2 separate regions of the Oryctolagus cuniculus genome follow, and region 2 is linked to region 1. A link is a contact called in public Micro-C data. All regions are on one chromosome and are shown on one strand. The core of a region is the stretch at or near the end of the contact, and the rest is flanking DNA. Distances in the headings are between cores, read along the strand shown. Region 1 holds the start of ASXL1 (ASXL transcriptional regulator 1). Region 2 holds the start of TM9SF4 (transmembrane 9 superfamily member 4).

The links. Hi-C and Micro-C count contacts between places; a contact is called where the count stands out from the background.
Region 2: a Micro-C map of ear pinna shows a contact between it and region 1, with 5 times the contacts expected there. The contact joins the promoter of TM9SF4 here to the promoter of ASXL1 in region 1. A contact is called at or near these places in 3 of 6 Hi-C or Micro-C datasets (ear pinna, psoas muscle and an unstated tissue).

The regions. Positions count from the first base shown.
Region 1 is chr11:25,468,496-25,472,298 of mOryCun1.1, forward strand. ASXL1 (ASXL transcriptional regulator 1) reads right to left here and starts at 2,544. Exons shown (of 13, transcript XM_051845105.2): 1 at 2,035-2,544. The coding sequence starts at 2,091. LOC127490962 (a long non-coding RNA gene) reads left to right here and starts at 2,638. Exons shown (of 2, transcript XR_011379948.1): 1 at 2,638-2,772; 2 at 3,014-3,803.
Region 2 is chr11:25,678,345-25,682,022 of mOryCun1.1, forward strand. TM9SF4 (transmembrane 9 superfamily member 4) reads right to left here and starts at 1,458. Exons shown (of 18, transcript XM_008256154.4): 1 at 1,198-1,458. The coding sequence starts at 1,212. LOC103348205 (a long non-coding RNA gene) reads left to right here and starts at 1,272. Exons shown (of 3, transcript XR_007919331.2): 1 at 1,272-1,408.

The sequences.
Region 1 (3,803 bases), core at 1,294-3,793:
TGCAGCTTTGCCTTTTTTTTTTTTTTTTAATAGAAGCCTAAAATTTTCCCACACCTCCCAAACAGTTCTATCAGAAGGGATGGAAAATTCTGAAACAAAAGAAAAAAAAAACACATAAAAGACCTGCAAAACTATACACTACACTCCTGCAAGTTCTGTTCCACCTAACTGCACTGCAGAGTGATTCCTATTCATATTACTACTTTTTAAATGCAAAGCCAAAGAAAAACAGCAATCACTTCTGAAGTTGAGCCAATGATAAAACAGAAACAGCAACCATGATACTTGAGTTCAGATCACAGTAAATGAAGAACCTAAGAGGTTTGACCAAACAGTGGATCTCAAGCTTTTGAAGTCTCTTAACTAGAAAGAGCCAACAGAGCTTTGAGACAAACAGACTTTAGAACTGTCAGGGCATAAACAACACAGGATTTAAAGGTACTTTCCCCAACCTCACAAGTAAAACTCTGGCAAGCAAATTTCCTTTGGGTGCCCAGAGCCATAAACACCCTCCTAACAGAACTCAAGTTTCAATGAACACTCAAAACTCAACCTGGAGGGAAAGAGAACACCTCCTTTGGGCTCCCTCCTCCCTTTGAGAGCTGATGCGTTTCCAGATGAAACAACACTGGAGAAATCCTGAAATTTCCAAGATTCTGAAAACAGCCATAGGTTCCAATTTCTATTGGCTCTGGAAAAATCATTTAAGAGCTCAACCCAAAACTGAAGTGCAGAACTTCGGCATCTACACACCTACTGTTTGTGTCCCTTGTGCCTTGCAGCCCAGGCAGGGTAACAGGAGCACCAGTGAAAATCCTCCTGTAGCCCAAACAGCTCCACTTCTGGTAAATCAATAACTGAGTTTTACAGACTCCCAGGAAAGAAAAAGGTGTTCTCTCGATTTCTATCAACCTCCAACGACGCACATTGTTATTTAATTATTGACGTGAGGCAGAAACTCACTTTCAGTAAGAAGATAAATTGGAAGGCTGGGTTTCACTCATTAAAAGTAAATTATGGCAATCAGGATAAACTACAGGTGTCAACAGCCACGTACCCTATCTGCGCCCAGACGGCACTCCGTGCCAGTTCCGGGGAAGTGACATCTCTAACTACTGTCATCTGCGAGACTCTGTAACATGTCTCCAGGCGTCTGGGCCTCGAGGGTGCAAATCCAAAAGGAAGACATTTCACTCGGAAGTCCCCCGACTGGAAATTCACAGCGCCCCTCCCCGGGCAGCTCCAGGACTCCCGTTACTCCCGCCTGTGCAGCATCTCCAAACAGGGACACCGCGTCTTTGTGCAACACCCATTCCCTGCAAAGTGCACTCAGGCTCGGCTAGGAGCCTCTGAAGACGCACGCTCCGGCCAGGGCTCCTCCAGCGGCCCGCGGCCCACCTGCCCGCAGTCCCCGGGAAGCCGCGCACGGGGAGATTCTCACGCTCCCGACACCTCCCCCGGGGCCGCTCAAGTTTGAGAACCAGCGCGCAGGGTTCGAGTACCGAGTGAAACCCTCGCTGGCCTCCACAAACCTGGCTTAGCCCAGGCGGGCTCACAATGCCACTGGCGTCCTTGAAACGGGGGGCATTTTCCGACCCCCGGACCCAACCACGCCAACCCCGCCTACCCCCCAGGAAGCGGAGGAGGGGCTTCTGCCCCTTCCCGAAACCTAACTCCCCCGGGCGAATTAACGGCGCTTCTTCCGCAGACCCCCAGACGCTGCCCGCGGTGGGGGAGGGGAGGCTGGGGCCCCGCCGCCCGGAGGGGGAGGAGCCGCCCGCCAGCTCGCCCCTCCGCAGGAATTCAGGGGGGGCGTGCAGAAAAAGGCGCCACAGCCCGTCCCGGCGGGGGACCGCTCCCCACCCGACGCCCGCACCGGGGGTGGGGTGGGGGTGTCGTCCGGTTCCTACGGCAAGGGCGGCCCCGCCCCCTCGCGCGGTGGGCAGGGCCTCACCCCTCCCCCGCCCAGCGGGGGGTGCGCGGACAGCCCACCCCCCACGCCCCCCACGGAGCCCCGGCGGCTGCCTGCCTCACCAGGCGCGCGGCCTCGGCCCACGTGCGCTCCTTCTTCCTCTTCTGTTTGTCCTTCATCCTCCTCCTCCTCCCCGGCGGCGGCGGCTCCACGCGGGACCTCCGGGCGGGGCGGGCTGGGGCGGCGGCGGCGCGGGGCTGGGCCGGCGGCGGCGGCGGGGGGCGCGTGGCGGCGGCGGCGGCGGCGGCGCGCGAGGACTCGGGTGCGGCCGGGGAGACGGAGCGGGTGCTTGGGGACCGGCTGGCGCGAGACCCGGCGCGAGGGCGGCGGTGGGGGAGGGGCGGCGGCGGCTCCACGCGCCCGCGCTGCGTCAGTCACCCACGGCGGCGGCGGCAACAGCCCCGCGATCGCTAAGGAATGCGGCGGCTCCGCATAACCACGGGGTCAGAGGTCACGGCTCCGGCCTCCGGTTTCCCGCTCTGCTGAGGGACGGAGACAGGACTGGCGGCGGGGCGGGATGGCGCGGCGCGGCTTTCTCTTCGGCGCCCGGGTGCGTGCGTGTCCGCCGTGGGTGTGTGAGAGTGTGTGTGAAGAGTGAGGAGGGGGAGTGTGGGGTTTTTTTTTTTTGAACAAAAACAAACCGAAAGGGCGGCTGGGAGTCGTAGTCCCGGCAGCCTCCCTGGCCTCCCCCGCTCCGGAAGGGTATGGCTGCGCGAAGGCCTCGGACCACAGTTCCCGGCATGCCCCGAGGCCATCTTTTCCGCCCTCCCCCTTCCGTCCCCCGCTTCGCGCAGAGCTCGGTAAGCAACGGGGGGGCGGGGGAGCCGAGCAGTCGTTCGGGGAAGGGACTGGGCGGAGTCTCGCGAGGTGCGGGAACTGGCTGGGCCCCGAGGGATTCTGGGAGGTGATGCTGGGAAGGGGCGGTGGCTGGTCGCCCCCTACCACGCTTAACCCGTTCGGCGCTTTTCGCGGTGGGGCCGGCGAGCCGGTGAGGGTGGGGACCGAGGGCCGGCAGCTCCCGCTCACCCACATTTCTCGTAGGTGACGAGAGGCAGGACTTTCCCTTTTGGTCCGCCCCTAAATGACTCAGAGCCGCATAATAATGAGAAAAGACACTCATAGCGGTGAAACGGTTGCCCCAGGATTGGCGGGCCCAGCCAGGTGTCCGTTTCCTGCCGGGCTTCCGCGCCGCTGTCGGCGGGGGCCGCACCCACAGCGCAGAGCGCCAGGTGCTGGACGCCGGGACCTCGCTGACCGGTAGGCGCCTGAGTGGCCTTTTTAGAGGCAGTAAGTACCCTGGAGAGAGCTCAGGGCCTGCGGCCCGGCGAGGGGCTCCGCCTCCCCGAGCCTGAGTTTTCTGATTTGCATTAGTCTAGTATCTCACAGCGTCAGTGGGAGTAAAGTGAACGTAAAACACCTGGGAGATGGCAGGGGGGCCTTCACATCGTTGGGTCCATGTGATTTGGCTCCTGGCTAGCACCGAGCAAATGTTCAATAAATGGCAGCTGTGCCTACCAACCGAGCGGCTGCGGGCCGAGTACCAGCCTCACTGAGCCTGGGCGCGATGAGCTGCAGCGCTCTGCGGCACACAGGCTCTCTGTGGTTATTTGTTTACCAGTGTCCAGCTGCTTTTCTTGAATCAGTTCTGAATTGAATTAATGGCCAGCTCTTTAAAAGAAGACTTGTGAAAGCAAGGTGGGCGCTGCCTTTGAAAAGTGTTTCTGGCTGAGGAAACACACCCTCCACTCTGTCCTGTTGGCCGGCGGGAGAGGGCCAGGGCTGGCGGGAGACCGTGACCATGCAGCCCTCCCGCTAACCCCGAGGGCTACAG
Region 2 (3,678 bases), core at 208-2,707, 210 kb after region 1:
TGACTTCCTGTTACGTTCTTACCCCATCCTTGTTCCGAATGTGGCACAGAAAAAAATGGGCTTCAAACGCCACTTTGGGGATTTGCCCCACACTTGGTTCAGCTAAGACCACAGCAGCCTGACCTCTGAAGCTGTATATAAGAAATTCTTCCTTGAACAAGAAAGCCCAGTTCCCAGTCAGTTAACAGGAGGGAAACCCGTCACCAGAAACAGACTTGGAGACAACCAACACGCAAGAATTTAAGCAAGAGTCTTCCTTTGCTAAAGCCAAATGTCACTTCCTGGCCTCTGACGCTCCCCCGTCACTTCCTCCCAGAATGGAATTATCTGCTGTGGAAGCGACATGCTGGAGCACCCAGGAAATAAACCACTCTGCACTAAGCAACTGCAATGTTAGTTCTGGTCCCTCCACAAGCGAATGAGAGTGGCAGCCCGCAGGTGCCAGAGGCGTTCGCAGGTTCACTGAACCGCTTGTACAAGAGCAGATGCCCGGGCATCCCCAGCCACCACCACAGCACCGGCACTGGCAGTGGGACTCAGGAGCCTGCATTTATAACATGCCCCCCCCCCCCCCCCCCCCGGGATTCGCAGGCGTAGTAAAGTTTGGGAAGCAGTGGGATGAAAGATCCCTAGGAGAGAAACAGCTAACTGGGAAAAGACAGGAGGGGCGGGGGGGAACGAGGGATGGAAGACGGGGGTGCTACAGGTGAGGGCATTTGCTCTGGGATAGTGGCAGTCGGGACAGCTGAGGCCGAAGGTGAGGCCAGGGCTCCGGCTGGGAGGCTGGTGACAGGCGCGGATTCTTGCGCCGACAGGTCAGGATGGTGGGCAGGCGGGGAGAGCAGGGTCTGCATGTGAGGGGGAAAAGCGAGTGTGGAGATAATGGGGAGTTCTTTGGAGGAGTCGGAGCAGGAGGGTGCAGCCGCGGGGACCAAAGTAGGAATGGGTACAGGCGGAGGCAGTAGACGAGGACTCCCTCCGAAACGGCGCCTCCCCCAAAACTCGGGGCCTTGACAAGCCTGACGGCGGGGCTCAGCCGCGGGAGGGAGATTTTCTGGGAGGCAACCCCACTCAGGGGTAACCTGAGCCAGGGGTTCCGGGCGTGGCTTTGGGCCAGGCATGGGGCGCCGGAAGGTCCCGAGGTACCCTTTGGAAAGCCCTGCTCCAGCTCCGGCTCCCGGAGTCTCCTTCACTCACCATCGCCACCGCCATCTTGGATCCACGTGTCGCCGTGATGACGTCGGCGGAAGTGGTGTTCCCCGGGTTACAGAATTTAACTCAGTGAGGCGATCTCCCGGTTTCAGTCCACTCTGTGGTCGCGGTCAGCGGAGTGGCATAGTAAGCTTAGCCCCAGCTCGGCAGCCTGATGTGGGTACAAGTGGCTGTTTAGGCGAAGAGAGAAGGCTGTGTAAGTAAGGGAACCATATTAGCTCCTGGCGGAAGCTACTCCCCACTCCCGCTGCATTGTGGGCCATAGGGGCGTGTGGAAACGCGCTGGCTCTGTGGGCGCCATCTTTATTATTGGCGGGACGACCCGTTACCAGGGTTACCTGCGACTTCGATTTGGACGGATGAGGTTAGCACCTGGGCTCCAAAAGCAGCCCCACTCCGAGAATGATTTGTAATTACGTATTTAATTATTTACTTAACTATCTTATATACTAGCTGATGGACTTTAATTCTTATGAGGGTAGGAAGTTGGCTTTTATTTAACCTTGCTCTGCCTCACTTTTATCTACATAATGGGAAGGGAGCTTTTGTACTTGAGTGTAGGCTTACCATGAGGAGTCCCTAACATAGGGTGTACGTCTAACAACATAGGATGTATCCAGTAAGTCACAGCCACTGTATCCTTATGTGTACTCCAAGCATATGGTAGGTGCCCAATAGGACACTCTGTTTATCAAGCCAATGAAGGAAACTGCATGTGGGGTGGAGGGAGACATCTTTGAATGTGGCCTTCATCCTGTGCTAGGAAGCTGGGTGTGTGCGTGGAGACAAGTCTCTCAAACTTCCTAAGCCTTAGTTTCCAATATATATAGAGACCCAAAGAATCACAGTACTAAGATGAGAAGACTTCAAAGGTCACTTGCTGTATGTATGTTGCTTTAAGCTAGATTCAGTACCAGGCTAAGCTGTCTTAGTGTGTTTCAAAAGGTTGTTAAGGGGGGCTGGCTAGCAGGTAGGGCCACTGCCTGCAGTGCTGGTATCCCATATGGGCGCTAGTTCAAGTCCTGGCTGCTCCACTTCCTATCCAGCTCTCTGTTATGGCCTGGGAAAGCAGTAGAAGATGGCCCAAGTCCTTGGGACCCTCACCCATGTGGGAGACCTGGAAGAAGCTCCTGGCTCCTGGCTTTGGATCTGCACAGCTCCGGCCACTGCAGCCAAATAGGAGTGAACCAATAGATGGAAGACCTCTCTATCTCTGCCTCTCCTTCTCTCTCTGTGTAACTCTGACTTTCAAATAAATAAATCAATTTTTTTAAAAAAAAGGTTGTTAAGGGAACAATGATTACTAACAATAATAATCAGTGTTTGCTGTGTGCTACAACATGTAGCATTGTGCTAAAACAGTTTATAAGAGTCTTTTTTTATAAAAAGATTTATTTATTAAAGAGGCAGAGGCAGAGAGGGAAAGAGAGATCTTCCATCCACTGGTTCATTCCCAAGGTGGCTGCGGCAGCCAGAGCTAGCTGATCCAAAGCCAGGAGACAGGAACTTCTGGGTCTCCCACAGGGTGCAGGGGCCCAAGGACTTGGGCCGTCTTCTGCTTTCCCAGGCCATAGCAGAGAGCTGGATCAGAAGTGGGGCAGCCGGGACTTGAACCAGCTCTCATATGGGATGCTAGCACCGCAGAAGGCGGCTTTACCTGCTACGCCACAGCACCGGCCCCCTCATAAGAGTCTTACCTAATTCTGCCTCTTGGCAGGGGACAGTTGAGCTCTGATCTCCAACTATGGACGCCCTTGTGGTGGATTTTCTGTGAAGATAGCTGCCCACAACTACTCCCATGTTTGCAGGAACATTTTTCCTGCAGAGAGTAGACTGTTTCTCCTGTTGAAACTGGCTGGTCACATCACTTGCTTTGACTAGTAGAATGTGGGAAAACTAACTTTCAGTTCTAAGTCTGGGCCTTAACCCATTAAGTCCCAAGTTTTCAATTTTGTGAATATTTCAGTGACATAATATTTATTTCAAAGTTACCATACGTCATTTACTTATTGCCCAAATTAAATTTTTACAGTGTCCTATATTTAGAATATCAGGACATGATGGGTTGAGAGACGTAGCAGCTTCTGTTTCCACTCCATTGGAGGTAAAGAAGTTTGATTACCCTGCTGGAGAGCTGCACGGAGAGAGGGAGGCCCAGGCAGCTCCTCAGGGTGTTCTGGAAACTCCAGCTGAGCGCTTTCCATGTAAGCACAGCCGTTGGGGACAATCTAACTCTCGCTGAATTGCCGGCCAAATGTAGCCTTGTGAGTAACCTCATCAGCGCCACGTGGGGAAATAACGGCCCAGGTGTTGTAGTTCGGTGACTTGTAGTTCGGGTGACTTGTCAGGCAGTGGATCACTGACATAGCCTTCAGCTCTTGTGACCACACCCCCACGCTCAAGAGCAGATCTGGTATTATTACCAAGGGCGAGAACACTTGAGAGAGCCAGAAGGTTTGCTAGATT